Regions from separate parts of the Mus musculus genome. Here region 1 is linked to region 2. Evidence: chromatin contacts called from public promoter capture Hi-C data. All regions are on one chromosome and are shown on one strand. The core of a region is the stretch at or near the end of the contact, and the rest is flanking DNA. Distances in the headings are between cores, read along the strand shown.

Region 1 (7,296 bases), core at 1,147-3,646, 200 kb before region 2:
CCCAGTCTCTTGGATTTTTCATTGCCCCTCTAACCAGCTCGCCCCTGCCCTTCTACGACCAGCTGATACCTGGATTTGAATCACAGTTGCCTCTCCATTGGATTATTTTACAGGTCAAGAATTCAAGTTTTAAAATGTGGAAACCCAGTCATTGTGATTTCACTCTTACGTTGTGACTCTAACAGGACACAAGGACATTTTTATTCAACAAACAGACGAAAAACGTAAAAATTCAACTGTTGACGTTTTATTTTGTGATTTCTGTACAGTTCAGGAGGGACAGAGTTAGAGGTCAAATAAAATGCCAGTTAAATTCGGCTACTGTCAACAACCCAAAACTTCCAACATAAAAAAGAATCAAAGCAAGCTGGTGAAGATTATGCAATAATCTTGGGTAATTTCCTAACGCTAGTCACAAGCCAAGACGCGGCACCCACGCGCGCACGCGTCCACGGAGTTCTTCAGCCGCACTGCTGTGGTTAAGGACCAGCCTGTGAAGTGCCAGCGCCTTCCCGCCTGCAGCGCGGCGGGTAGGCGGTTTGGGATCCTCGCCCAACTCCGCTTACTTTAATGAGAACGTTAATGACCGAATTTTATAAGCCTGCGCTACGACGTGCCTTGCTACCTATTTTAGTAAGTCCGAACACCGATGGCATGGAACGTGGTTGGAATTTTGTTTTCAAGCAAGCTCAAACGTTGGTTAAGCTACCTTTAGGGAAGTGGAGACTAAGTAAGGGTTTTAGGTTTTAAGGAGCATAAACTGCAACAAAACACCTGGGCGAGCCTGAAAAACAGAACTGGGAGTGGAGAGGAACCTCTCCACTTCGCATCCCCAACCACCGAGCGCGGTAACCGAGCGCACCCGCGTAACATCCAGCTCGGAAACCCTGGGCTTTCCAGAGCGGCCCATCCGTAACACCCTTGATGTTTGTACCGGTGGCCTGGGCTTTCTAGACCTCCTAGATCCGCATGGTTTGGCTGGAGAGAGCAAGGGAGCCTGTGCGCTCAGGCCCTGGACAAGGAAAGGACGCCCCTCTGGGTAGACACTGTTGGGGAGCAGCTCTTAGGCCAGGGAGCGGAAGCATGCCAGGAAACCAAGCTGGGGGCAGCCTTTCGCTGCACCCAGGGCAACCCCCTTATACCGCACCGGCCGGCTACCGTCCTCCCCGACTCCGCGATGCTCACGGATACGAGAATAGCCCGCGGTGGTGGGGGTTGTCACCCCTGCCAGTGGGTGAGTTGTGGTGGGGATGCGAAGACTTCTGGCTCTAAACAGGTGGGATTCATCTAGAATCCCAAGCAACTACATCGCTCCTTGGAACACCCGCTTGGGTTATTTTAATTGCCAGGGAGTGGGGGCGGGGAAGAAGGCGCCCTACAGTCTGTCGTCTGGGAGAGAAGTCTGGAAATGTCCTCCTTTCTGGGGCCAGCTCTGCCTAGATCCAGGACGCGGGGGCGCGGGAAGATTGGCTGAGGTCGCGCTCCGCCCCGGGCCCAGCCAGCCCTCACTTGGAGAACTGGGCCTGCACCGCTGCCAAGCCCAGGCCGGCGGGGACCAGATGCGGGAACTTGCACACCGCACAGGAGCAGAGGCCAGGGCTACCCGCGCCACCAGCTGGGAGAGAGAACTGGCCGCACGGTGGCTCGTCGAGCGCTAGAGACAGGTACTTGGTGGGGCGCAGCGTTTCGGGGGGTCCCACGGCACCGGGTGCCAGCAGCACAGAGCCCGGCGCGGCAGCCAGAAGAGGCAGGCCAGCGAGGAGCAGGCGCGGGGCGGCGGGTCCCGCACCGTCGCCGAGCGCGCGGCGCAGCTCCTGCAGCGAGCTACCCAGCAGCAGGATGTAGTTGCGGGCGAGCAGCAGCGTGGCAATCTTGGAGAGCTTGCGGCCCGGCGCGCCCTGGCAGTGCGCTGCCGAGTAGGGTAGGATAACTTCGCGCAGCGCGTCCATGGCCAAGTTCAGGTCCTGCATGCGCTTCCGCTCGCGGCTGTTGATCTTGCGCCGCAGCTGCTGCTGCTGCTGTTCCTCTTTGGCGTCGGCCCGGGCGCCCCCGGACTCTGGCGCAGGTCCCCGAGGTTCAGCGAGCGGAGCTTCGGCCTTCTCGCGCGCAGGCTTGGGGAGAAGGGATGCGGTGGAAGAGGATGAGGATGAGGATGAGGAGATAGGTGGCTGCCTGTAACCCACCAGCTCATACAGCGAGGCCCCGAGCTGCACGTCTCCAGGCCGCTGTGGCCGCAACATGGTCGCGGGAGCCGCGTTCACACGCGCCTGGGAAATCGCATAGTACATCTGGGGCGGGGGCTGTGGGGCGACCCGGGGCGCCCTTCACTAACGCCCAGGGGTGGGCCGGTCGGCAGATCGCCCTCCCCGCGGACCTGCGTGCCGGCGGATGACAGTGAGGGGCCGTGCGCGCCTGACACCTTTAAACCCGGCTTGGGAACCTGCGAGGACCGCGGTTGGCGGGGTGCAGCCAATGGAGGCGTGAGCTTGGCCACAGGCGAGTGTTCATTGGTCGCCTGAGCAGAGGTACAGCCAGAGTTGCCAGAGAGGGTTATCGTGGGGCGCCTGCGCGGGTGCCACAGCGCCCGCCCTGGGAGGGCAAGGGAGGGAGCTTTAGGGCAAAACATTGTTCCTTCCGAATTCTAGTTCAGCTGGTCAGGCTAAAATGGCTTTTGCCTCCCTTTATCTCTCGAGCTCTATTGCCATCCCTTTTTATAGTTACATTTGTCCTTGTAAAATGTGATCAGCCAGTAATCCCATCGCTGGGAACTACTGAAGCAGGAAGGAGAGGAGGCCAATCTGGGCTCCAAAGTGAGAGGTTGGCTGTTATAAAAATGCAGTCTAATATTCATAACATGAAACGTAACCATCCCAGAGTGCGCAGTTCAGTCGTTAAAACGCCTGACTGTTGACACGATTTTGCAACAGATGGCCAGGACTTGTTTGCTTTTTGCAAAACTTAAACCCTTAAACCATCAAAACAGCAACTCTAACTCTTGGTAAGCATTAAAGAGAAAACCCCCTCTGCTTGTCTTAGTTCTCACTGCTGTGATAAGCACTGGAACCAAAAGAAACTGAGGGGGGGGAGTTCCCTTGGCTGACACCTGCCAATCACAGCTCCTCACTGTGGAAAGTTAGCTCAGGAACTCAGGAAGTTAGCAGGCACAGAGGCAAGAACCAAGAGTAGCCAACTGAGGGGAGCTCTAACCTGCTTCCTTCTGCAGGCGCAGGATCGCAGGATCGGGTTACCTTTCTTATAGAGCACAGGCCCACCTGCTGGGAATGGTGCCAGCTCGCAGTGCGCTGGGCCCTCCCACATCAATTATTAATAAAGAAAATGCATCAGCGAGGAGTCCACCAGGCTGATCTGGTGACGTCAGTGTTCTCATTTGAGGTTCCCTCTTTTCAGGTATATCCAGTTGACAAACAACCACTTCTCCACCTTGGTAAATATCACCCCGGGTGGGGTGTGTCTGCGTGACTTTGTTTTCTCTGGGAATCCCATATAGGCAGTCAGTCGTATTTGTCTCCCATATACACAGTCGTATTTGTCTTTTAGTGGCTCATTGTTCATTTTGGTGACTTAGCATGTGTTCAGGCTTCATCCATGTCAGATATAGCGCGCATCTCGATTCTTCTCCTCCTGTATCCAAGGTCGGGCCCCACTCCGTGTTTATTAAAAGATAACTTTAAACTTAAGATCCTCCTTGTCTCTGCCTCCCGGATCCTGGGAATACAAGCACTCACTCACCGTGCCCAGTTTATGCACTGGTGTGGATCTGAAGCCAGGGTTTTGTGCACACAGGGCAAGCACCCTACCCACAGAGCCACGCAGTCCCAGCCTGAATTCTTCCTGCTGAAAAAGCCAAATAGCTCACTACACTTCCCAGGGACGTCTTACATTTCCTGTAACCACCGCCTTTATCTGAGCTCACAGAGGGTGGCTTCAACCTCAGGGCTATTAGGACAATGCTCCTATGTGTGTGTCTACCTGACCAGGGCGTAGGATGGTTACTTTCCGTTACTTTCACCCCAGCTCTCTGATCCACAGGTCTACAAGGATGAAGGAGTCTTTGGGGTTACAAAACATCTCATCCTTCCCCAAAGGGATGTGAGCTGTTTTTATCAGTGACTTGACTCTTCCTTAAGCAAACCCCACTCTGGCCTCTGATCAGAAAGAACATAACACCCGACATTCCTACCTGTTGAGGGGGGTACCAAATATTTCTCGAGCACAATGGGATTCCTTGTGGAAGCTGGCATCCCTGCACACAAGTGGGGCATACACCTGCAGCTTGTCAGAGTCCTGAACTGTCCCTCAGGAAGAGTTGTACGGTATCTAAAAACCCACTGACCAATAAGTGGCATCAGGCCGTTATGTCACTGTGAATTAGATAATAAAATGAGGGTCAGAATAAAATGCATCTCCAGTTGTACACTCGTTGCTTCAGGTGCACAACAGTGATTGTTGTTACCTGCAGAACAGCAGATGTGGGTCCTCCTCCCACGGCAGAAAGGTCAGATCTAGCTCCTAGCAGAAGATGCACTTCGCCCTGGATACTTTTTATGGAAGACAAGAAGGAGTGCCTGCCGTAAGAACTGCCGTTTGCTATGAACACACTTGCTGACTTCAAGACGGCCATGTTCTTTCACCAACATCGGTCCTCCAACCTCCAAGTGAACTTGTAACATCCTGCGTTGGTGCAGACTCAACACAGCTTTCCTCTTTGCCTGGGATACTCCCCAGCTCTCCTCTGTCAACATACTTGACCAAACACTGGCAGTATTGCTCCAGCCTGGATTGTCTTATGTGTAGAAATTATCTTGTCCAGGCAGGATGGTTTCCAGAGCACCTGTTTGTCTCTACATCCGTCTGAAGAGCAGTATCATGCTTTGGTGTCTCCTGTGTGTCTAAGAGATGCGAAGGTGGGTTTGAAATCACTGCTAGCTCACAATAACAACAAGCTCCTCACTGAAATATGCAAACGCCCGAAGGTGCTCACTCAGAGAGGACTCTGGCAATAGGAGCCCACTTGGGAAGAGAGGGGGTGGCTGGAAGAAAAAGCTGGGTTGAAAAACAAAATCGTACCAGACGGGAAGCAAAGTGACACTGAAGAAATAGAGAATTCAACACTTCACTAACCATGTCACCCTCAGGTGGAGCTTTCTGTTTGAAATGTTTTCATGTACTTGCATTTGACTCTCCCAGGACCCTGGTAGCTGGGCATTTTTGATCCCCATTAAACATGATAAAACTGAGATTCTCAGGGGGCACTAGACTACTGAATGCCTTCAGACAGAAAAGCAAAGCTTCTCTATCAGTAAATGGCTTCTCAGAACCCCTCTTCCTGGCCAAGCTTCCAGGAGAGAGCTGAAGGGATAAAGGACGAATTGCCCAGCAGAAGTCTAACCAGTACTGACAAGGTTATGGGTTCCAGCTAGGCTCATTAAGAATGGGGACACCACCCCCAGAAATCCCACGCCACCTTGGCAGCCCCTGCCCAGCCGGTTCCCTCTGGACCTCATAGTCCAAAGCACTAGATCAGGCAAGCTTTGGTGATCTCTCTCTGGCTTTCTTCTCTGCCCACTCCCTAGTCAGGGCCCTAGGCAGTCAAATAGGGAGGCAGAACCCAGTCTTGAGTCCCAATGACCCAGAGTGTTCCCCCTAGGTTTCCCAACCACAGGCAGGGGCAACAAGAATCTTGCCTCCAGGAGACACTTTTATTGTGGATATTCCGGAGGGGTGTTTTAAACCTTGGCTTCACTTCATCAGCCCCTTCTTGGAGGAGAAGCAAGCACCCCCACACACACCCCCATGGAGGATAATGGTAGTCAGCCTGCATTTAGGTATTCCAGTGGAGGGCCCCAGAAGAGAGTTCCGGGTGGCCGTACGGTCCCAACATGGGCACAGGATTTGGCATTCTTTGGAGCTGGTGACTTGGATGGCCCCTTGTGCCGGGCCCAGAGCTCCAACAGCATGCAAAGCATGACAGCTGGCAGAGGCCAGTGAGGCACTGTGGCCGCTGGCAGGGACCCATGCAGTCTGTCTCAGGGGAGGCAGCTGCTGTGGCCTCCCACATTCAGGACATGCTTGGAGAACAAGTTGCACCAGCCCTAACAACGCTCTTGTCTTCACCCAAATGGGCTCTCTCTCTCTCTCTCTCCCTCTCTCTCTCTCTCTCTCTGTGTGTGTGTGTGTATCTGTCTCTCTCTGTATGTGTACTGTGTGTATCTCTGTCTCTGTCTATCTCTGTCTCTCTGTCTCTCCTCTATGTCTCTTTCTGTGTCTGTCTCTCTGTCTCTCTCTTTCTCTGTGTGTCTGTGTATCTGTCTCTCTCATATGTATATTGTGTGATTCTCTGTCTCTCTGTGTATCTCTGTCTCTCTGTCTCTCCTCTCTCTATTTCTCTCTGTCTCTGTCTCTCTTTGTCTCTCTGTCTTTCTCTGTGTGTGTATCTGTCTCTCTCTCTCTTTATGTGTACTGTGTGTATCTGTCTCTGTGTCTCCCTGTCTCTCTCTCTCTCTCTCTCTCTGTGTATCTGTCTCTCTCTTTCTGTATGTGTATTGTGTGTATCTCTCTGTCTGTCTCTCTGTGTCTCTCTGTGTCTCTGTCTCTCCTCTATTTCTCTGTCTCTGTCTCTCTTTGTCTCTCTGTCTCTGTCTCTCTCTCTGTGTGTGTCTCTCTGTCTTTCTCTCTGTGTGTATCTGTCTCTCTCTCTCTCTCTTTATGTGTACTGTATGTATCTGTCTCTGTGTCTCCCTGTCTCTCTCTCTCTGTGTGTGTATCTGTCTCTCTCTTTCTGTATGTGTATTGTGTGTATCTCTCTGTCTGTCTCTCTGTGTCTCTCTGTGTCTCTGTCTCTCCTCTATTTCTCTGTCTCTGTCTCTGTCTCTCTTTGTCTCTCTGTCTCTGTCTCTGTCTCTCTCTCTCTCTCTCTCTCTCTCTCTCTCTCTCTGTGTCTCTCTCTCTTTCTCTCTGTGTGTGTCCATGTGCTCACATTCATGATGGCTTTCAGACATAGAAATGTGAATCTCAGACTTTCTTTTCCTTACATAGAAATTTATGCTGTTCTGCCTACCTTGGCATTGGGCTAAGAGGGTGGAACCTGTGTGTGTCCATGTGCTCACATTCATGATGGCTTTCAGACATAGAAATGTGAATCTCAGACTTTCCTTTCCTTACATAGAAATTTATGCTGTTCTGCCTACCTTGGCATTGGGCTAAGAGGGTGGAACCTTTGAAATGGCAGGTGATGGGCGATGTGGGCACTGTAGTTTTAAGCACAAGGACAGGCTG
Region 2 (6,800 bases), core at 2,481-4,980:
TGAGCTGGTGCAATGTGTTATCAAATGCGGGAGATAATCAACTTGTACAAGGGAAAGTTTGCTCTTTGTTCAGGATTGGAGGTTTCTGTTCATGGTTTTTAACCCTTGACCTTTGAGGTCTGAGATGAACAATGTATCATAGTGAGGTCTGAGATGAACAATGTATCGTAGTGAGGTCTGAGATGAACAATGTATCATAGTGAGGTCTGGGATAAGCAATGTATCATAGTGATGTCTGAGATGAACAATGTATCATAGTGAGGGCTGGGATAAGCAATGTATCATAGTGAGGTCTGGGATAAGCAATGTATCATAGTGAGGTCTGGGATAAACAATGTATCATAGTGAGGCCTGGGTTTAACAGTTTATCCTAGTAGGGAGTATGTGGCAAAGCCAAGCCATTCACAGCATGTGGTGAGGAACTGCAGGAGACACACCCATTTAAAGGCCTCTACTCAGGTGAAGGTGACCTTAACCACAATACAGGAAAGAATTTTAGGACAAGTCAGCATGAAGCAGAACTTGGTTTGTTAAGTAAAGACCATAGAGTCAGGTTTAAGCCTCCTGAGTGTTCAGAAACGCATCCTTAGGTGACCTCCCAAAAGCTACATATGTATTCTGTGGGTTTTGAAGTCACGTTGATCAAAAGACTGAACAGAGTTTACAAACTAAGTGAAGTCTGGCTCAGCATGGCCCACACACTGGTAATTCCTGTACTCAGGGGGCAGACAGAACACTGTGAGTTCAGTCAGAGCTACATAGTGAGACCCTGTCTTTCCCTGTCGCAAAAGAAGAAAGTTGGGCCAGCAAGAAGACTTGGTGCGCAAAGGTGCCTGCCATCCTGAGTTCAATCCGTAGGTCCCACATGGTAAAAGGAGGGAACCACACACACACATACACACACACATACACACACACACACACACACACAGAGAGAGAGAGAGAGAGAGAGAGAGAGAGAGAGAGAGAGAGAGGTAATACAAACATTTTAACATTTAAGAAAAATCTATATGAAATGTGATCTTTCTTCTTTGCCAACCTGGATTTAGAATCACAATGGAGTCACCTCTGGGCATGACTAGGAAGGGTGTCAATAAAAAAAAAAAAAACTTAACATAGAAGGAAAGAGCCACCCTCATTGGGGGATTGGGGGATTGGGGAAACATTCCACCAGCTGAGGTCTCAGCCTTGTGAATCCCACCACCATAGCTCCCATACTGAGAGTCAGGAGGAGTAAATGAAGTTTTCATAAAGTTTTCAAATATGTCTAAAGAGCTGATGCTCCACTATGCTTGTATAAATAGTGTGTGTTTTCTTTGCTGAGATTTGTGTGACAGACTTCATGGAAAGTTATACTTCTCACCTGACTACTTACTCCAGAAAGAGAACCCACAACAGTAACCCACAAAGTAACAATTACCCTGGTATCCAAATGGCGAACAGGTAAGTTTTTATTGGGGTTACTGACAGGAATGGAGGTGAGGGATGCTTCTAAGGCACAGGGGTAGCAGGAAAGGACCTGCATCACAGAAAAGCCCGGCCCAGCACATTGGGTATGAAAGCTGGAGCCGAAGCTCTGCACAGCTTACAGCAGCTTCCCAGGCCGGCCAGTTGCTCCCCGGTGGTTGACTGCTTCAGTACTGCTGGGGGGGGGGGGTGCCCTGGAGCGTCTTCCCAGTTCCTGTTCCTCCAGATGCATGGCCTTCCCTTTGCCTCCCAAGTCTCCCCTCCCTCCTGAGGGAGGCGTTTCAGTTGGGAGGAAACTACCTTCAACAGGATTACAAACCAAGAGTAAACCATCAAGTCCCTTTGTCTTAACTCTGATTCACTGGCTTTCAGAGCCACTCACTAGGCTCTTCTGGGACTCTGCTGCCTCTGAACCTTTGCTCTAGTAGTCTGCTTAGTTGTCTGAGTTGTGGATTCCCTGGGACGTGTGAGAACATTGTCAGACTGAGGAAGAAGGAGGAGGAGGAGGAGGAGGAGGAGGGAGAGGGAAGGGGGAGGGGGAGAAGGAGAAAGAGAAGGGGAAAGAGAAGGAGAAAGAGAAGGAGAAAGAGAAGAAGAAGAAGAAAAGAAGGGATAGTGATTGTCATGTGAGCGTGAGCCTGGGTTCAGTACCCCGGAGCCCACCTAAAGCCTGGGGGGATTCAGACACCTATGATGCCAGTGCCCCTACAGAAGGATGAGGCAAAACTACAGGTGCACACAGCAGGAAGGAGGGAGGGAGGAAGAGAGAGGAGGAGAAGGGAGGAGGGAAGGAATTGGGGAGGGAGGAAGAGGGGGAGGCTCATGTGGAAGGTAAAGACAACATCCATCTGAGGTTTTTGCTGACCTCCACGTGGGTGCCACAGCCCTCACAAGGAGATGAAGTATTTTTTTCACCCCCTTTCATACACCATTGGTTAATGACCACTCAATAAGGTGTCATTGGACTGTTTTCCTGTGTCTGACTCACTCCACTCCTGGGCATCCTTTAGGGACCCTGATCAAAAAAACTTCAGCCTCCCTGGAGAAAGGTGGCCCCACCATTGCTAAGATGTGTGTCTATTGGTTTTGTTCCTTCCTTTACATGGTTTTCCACAATCACTCCTGTTTACCTCTGTGTCCTTCAAGCCTTCTGGCACAGTGCTTGTGTGTGGTAAGGACCAGTGGGTAGATAGGTGGGTGGGTGGGTGGGTAGTGTTATCCCATATTCAGGTGACTCTATATCCATTTCTCTGGTCCCGTAATGTATCACATTAGTGAGACCCTCCTCTATCCAGCCTTCATTAGTCATTAAAGACTGGATTTTAGGTCACAAGATTGGAACCTTCATGAATGAAATTGGGAGTCATAGAAGGGGCTGGGACATTCCTGGAAGGGTTGTGAGGACATCCCTGGAAGGGGTCATCTATGAGCCAGGAAGTGCCCCTTCCTCATCTGATATTGAATATAAGACTAGAGTCTTAGATTTCCCTGTCTCCAAAAGACTAAGAAATGGTTTAGTTTTGTTTGGGTTTTTTTGGTTTTGGTTTTTTGAGACAGGGTTTCTCTGTATAGCCCTGGCTGTCCTAGAACTCACTCTGTAGACCAGGCTGGCCTCGAACTCAGAAATCCACTTGCCTCTGCCTCCCAAGTGCTGGGACTAAAGGCGTGCTCCACAACTGCCCGGCCTAAGAAATGTTTCTAAGCCATCCAGTTTAGGACATTTTGTAGCAGCCCCAAATAGACTAAGCCACCACTGAATGAACACAGATTTTTTTTTTTTTACATGTTTACTTACTTTCTGGCTTCTAGCATTTAAAAATGAGTTCATGAGAGGGGAGAGACTGGGGCTACGTCCCAGAAAGAGAAATGAATTCATGTTCTCTTTGGAGCAATCACAGTCGAATGGTTTTTGCACCATCTGAGGCACTTACCAACCGTAAGTAAAAATTCATCAGGCCTAAGAGAGTGGAACAAATCGTGGATGTAAAAGTGTCGTCCAGGCGTCTCCGCAGTCCACAGTCAATCCATGCAACTTCCGGCTGCAGTAGAATCTCTTCCATTTACGCCTCTCCTTTGTGGTCAGTCTACAGCAGCAGTAGACTCCCCGTTTCTTCTGAAAATTTCCCGGCTTAACAGCCCCAAAGAGACAGGTTCTCTCCTACTGGTTAATAAAACTGGTAGGCCAGTCAGCTTCCTTCTGGCTGCCATGGAAACCACCAGGCCAAACAGAAAAGAACAGTAAGTGAGAGACCACGAGACCACGCATTCCACCCGGCTTGCAGATTAAAGCAGCTGTCAAGCCAGGGTGAAGGCGCAGTGGCCAGGGAAGAGCTCCAAGGTCTGCAGATTGGACAGGCAAGGCCCTGCCGTGGGGCCGCAAAATGTAAGTAGCGCCCCTGCTCTGTTTAAAACGCCTGTCAGCTCAACAGACTTCTGCTGTACGGCCAGAAAGTCTGGGGACGACTGGAGGGGCTCTATCAGGGTAACTTCCTGGAACTGCCGCATCCCTGGAATATGTCACTGTAAAGGTGGTGGGTGCCACCAAACACCCTTTGGGCTTCTACGCAACTGGATAGCTTACTACCATTCTCTGTCTTGCAAAGGAAACACTTTTTAGGGCACTAAGCAAGGAGTGGAATGGTCTTTTCATTTAGACCCTACACAGATAGGGATCTGAACTTGTTTCTATTTTTAAGAGTTTGTTTAAGCTCTTCTGCTCATCTTTAATACCTAATAACGATCATGCAGCCCCAGACCCTGGCTCTTTCCGTAGTGAGTGGCAAAGAAAATCAAGGCCTCTGAAGTAGCACTGCCTACGATGTGATGTCTGGGGGCCTTGCTTTATCCTTCAGAGGTGTCTTACAGCTCATGCCAGTCGTCATAGCATTTCCTCCTCAGAAAACTCGAACTAAAGAACAAACAGTAAACTTCTTAAATAAGATTAAAAGGCATTTATGGGGGAAAAGACCTTATAAAATACTAAAAAGCCAGACTTTTATTGTTTGCAAACTGCATGTTGTGAAAAAAGTGATTCTTAAGTTTTTAACTTTTTTTTTTTAGAATGAATAATGCAATATGTTTGGAGGGGAAACAATTTTTTTCATTTTTATTTCTGACAGAAATAGGGCAGTTTCAGAGACTAATAGTTTCTGTAACGTGTTTATGGAAATTGGTGCTTTTCAACAGCTATCTCGTGGTTTCCAACTTTCTCACACCAGTTTTTCATTGCTTAAAACTGGCATATGATCAGGGTTGAGAATCTGGCACCCAGTGGCGGGTGCCTGTGCCTTTAAGAGACAAGTAAGGGGACAGGAGTCAGTGTGACTTGGGAGAAGCTGTCTAGCTGGCAGCCACAGCTAAGCAAAGCCACAGGTTCAAATACCAGGGAGTAAACCACCTCCCTGAATTCCAGGTCGCTCCAGGGGAAAACTTGAAAGTTTCTCTCATCGTCAGCTTCTCCGTGTTCAGAAGAAGGACAGGTAACTGCCCAGTTTGGTTAGGGACTCCTGGGGCTCTCTCTGGCTAGTTTTCCTATCACTTCTCACACCTGTGCTAACTGAAGCCACACTCAGCTTCCATTAGCTTCTCTTCTAACGATGAACTTGAACTCATTAACTAATTTACACCCGTTTCTTTTTCAAAGGCTGTTTCTGAAGGGTTTATGGATAACAGAACCCACTTGATTTATCTCGTTAAGCATAAAATTGTAATCTAGCAATGGGGTATAAGGTGTGGGACATCAGTGGAGTCTGAATTTCCCCTGGGGCTCCTTACGGTGTGCTCGGCTATCTGGTTTAAAGTCTGAGCCATTACTAACTAGATCCGGGATCTTTGACAAGTTATTCTATGTCTCCATTTTGTTTAATATGATAGTGGGCCTTTACTATCTGCTTTTAGGGTTACCGCAAGTAGTCAATGGCCTAAGACATTCAGTATCTGGAACAGTATCTGGCACAAAGATGTACCCATTCCATGTTAGTGTTACTAAGTAAGACCAGGTGTGTGCCTGTGGTGCCAGCTGCAACTGTGAAAGGCCAGGTGTATGCCTGTGATGATGCCAGCTGCTCCTATGGAAGGTCAGGTGTGCCTGTGGTGCCAGCTGCACCTGTGGAAGGCCAGTGTGCTTGTGGTGCCAGCTGCACCTGTGGAAGGACAGGTGTGTGCTTGTGGTGCCAGCTGCACCTGTGGAAGGACAGGTGTGTGCTTGTGGTGCCAGCCACTTGAGCTCAGGAGCCAACATAGTGAAACCAGCCAGAGCAAATATGATGAGACCTGTTCTAAAATAAAAACCAGCAATTCCATAAATAAAATACACAGAGAATGCCTGCCTGATCTCAGTCACCATTAGCATGTCAGAGGTTTCACTTGGTAGAGGACATTGTCCTCTGTTGATGCCTGTTCTCCTCTTTGTAGCTGTTGGCGTTTGTTCTTCTTGTTGTGGTCATTATTTCAATGAGAATTTCTTACACTATATATTTTGAGCATATTTATCCTCCTCCCCAGTTCCTCCTGGATCCACCTCCTTCCTCACCCACCCAACTTTATACCCTTTAAGAGACATGGTAATTCTAACTGATGCTGCTCATGTATAGTACAAGGCATGTCTTCCACTGGAGCATGGTTAACAGACCAGGGACTACACTGGCCCTCCCTCCCTCCCTCTCCCAGCAGTTACCGACTGCCAAGAGCTCCTTAGCTAGAGTGGGGCTTTGTGCCTTCCCTCCCTTTCCATGCTGTGGCTATGTCTGGCTGAGCTTGCAAAGATCTTGTGCACAGTGTCATGTGAGTCATGTGTGCAACGGCCCTGGCGTATCCAGAAAACATTGTCCCCTTGCAGTCTTCTGCTGCCTCTAACTCTTAGAATCTTTCTGGCCCCTCCTCTGCAATGGTCTCTGAGCCTTGGAAAGGCTCACAAGCTGTGATACAGATGTTCCACTTAGGGCTGAGCAACACCCCACAGTCTTATTTTCTACAGTTTGACCAATGTGGGTCTCTGTGTCAACTGCCATTCACTACAGATAGACACTTCTGTGATGAGGCTTGGCTAATGCACTGATCCATGTGTGTAAGAGATCGTTAGGAGTCTGTCTGGCCAGCAGGTTCAAGCGCACCGTCTACTGTCCTCTCTAGCAGATCCAGGGTCTTACATCGAAGTGTTTCACTCACTTGGAGTTGGGTTTTATGCAGGGTGACAGACAAGGATCCAATTTCATTCTTCATGGAGCTACCCAGTTTAACCAGCAGCACTTACTGGAGATGCTGTGTCTTCCCCCACTGTATTTTGTTGGCCTTTTGTTAAAAATCAGTTATCTATAGGAGTGTGTACCTATCTG

What was found. Promoter capture Hi-C pulls out the DNA fragments that hold promoters and counts their contacts.
Region 1: a contact with region 2 is called in a promoter capture Hi-C map of neural stem cells. The contact joins the promoter of Olig1 here to the promoter of 4932438H23Rik in region 2. A contact is called at or near these places in 14 of 39 promoter capture datasets (the 3T3-L1 cell line, the HPC-7 cell line, cranial neural crest and 7 more), 2 of 484 Hi-C or Micro-C datasets (bone marrow-derived macrophages and liver), 8 of 115 datasets of contacts at active chromatin or transcription factors (craniofacial prominence, embryonic basal ganglia, embryonic stem cells and 3 more) and 3 of 9 other capture datasets (embryonic stem cells, liver and macrophages).

The regions. Positions count from the first base shown.
Region 1 is chr16:91,264,869-91,272,164 of GRCm38.p6, reverse strand. Olig1 (oligodendrocyte transcription factor 1) reads right to left here and starts at 2,396. Exons shown (of 1, transcript NM_016968.4): 1 at 226-2,396. The coding sequence starts at 2,288. The coding sequence ends at 1,506.
Region 2 is chr16:91,066,082-91,072,881 of GRCm38.p6, reverse strand. It overlaps 4932438H23Rik (RIKEN cDNA 4932438H23 gene), which reads left to right and starts at 3,730. Exons shown (of 3, transcript NM_028905.4): 1 at 3,730-3,850.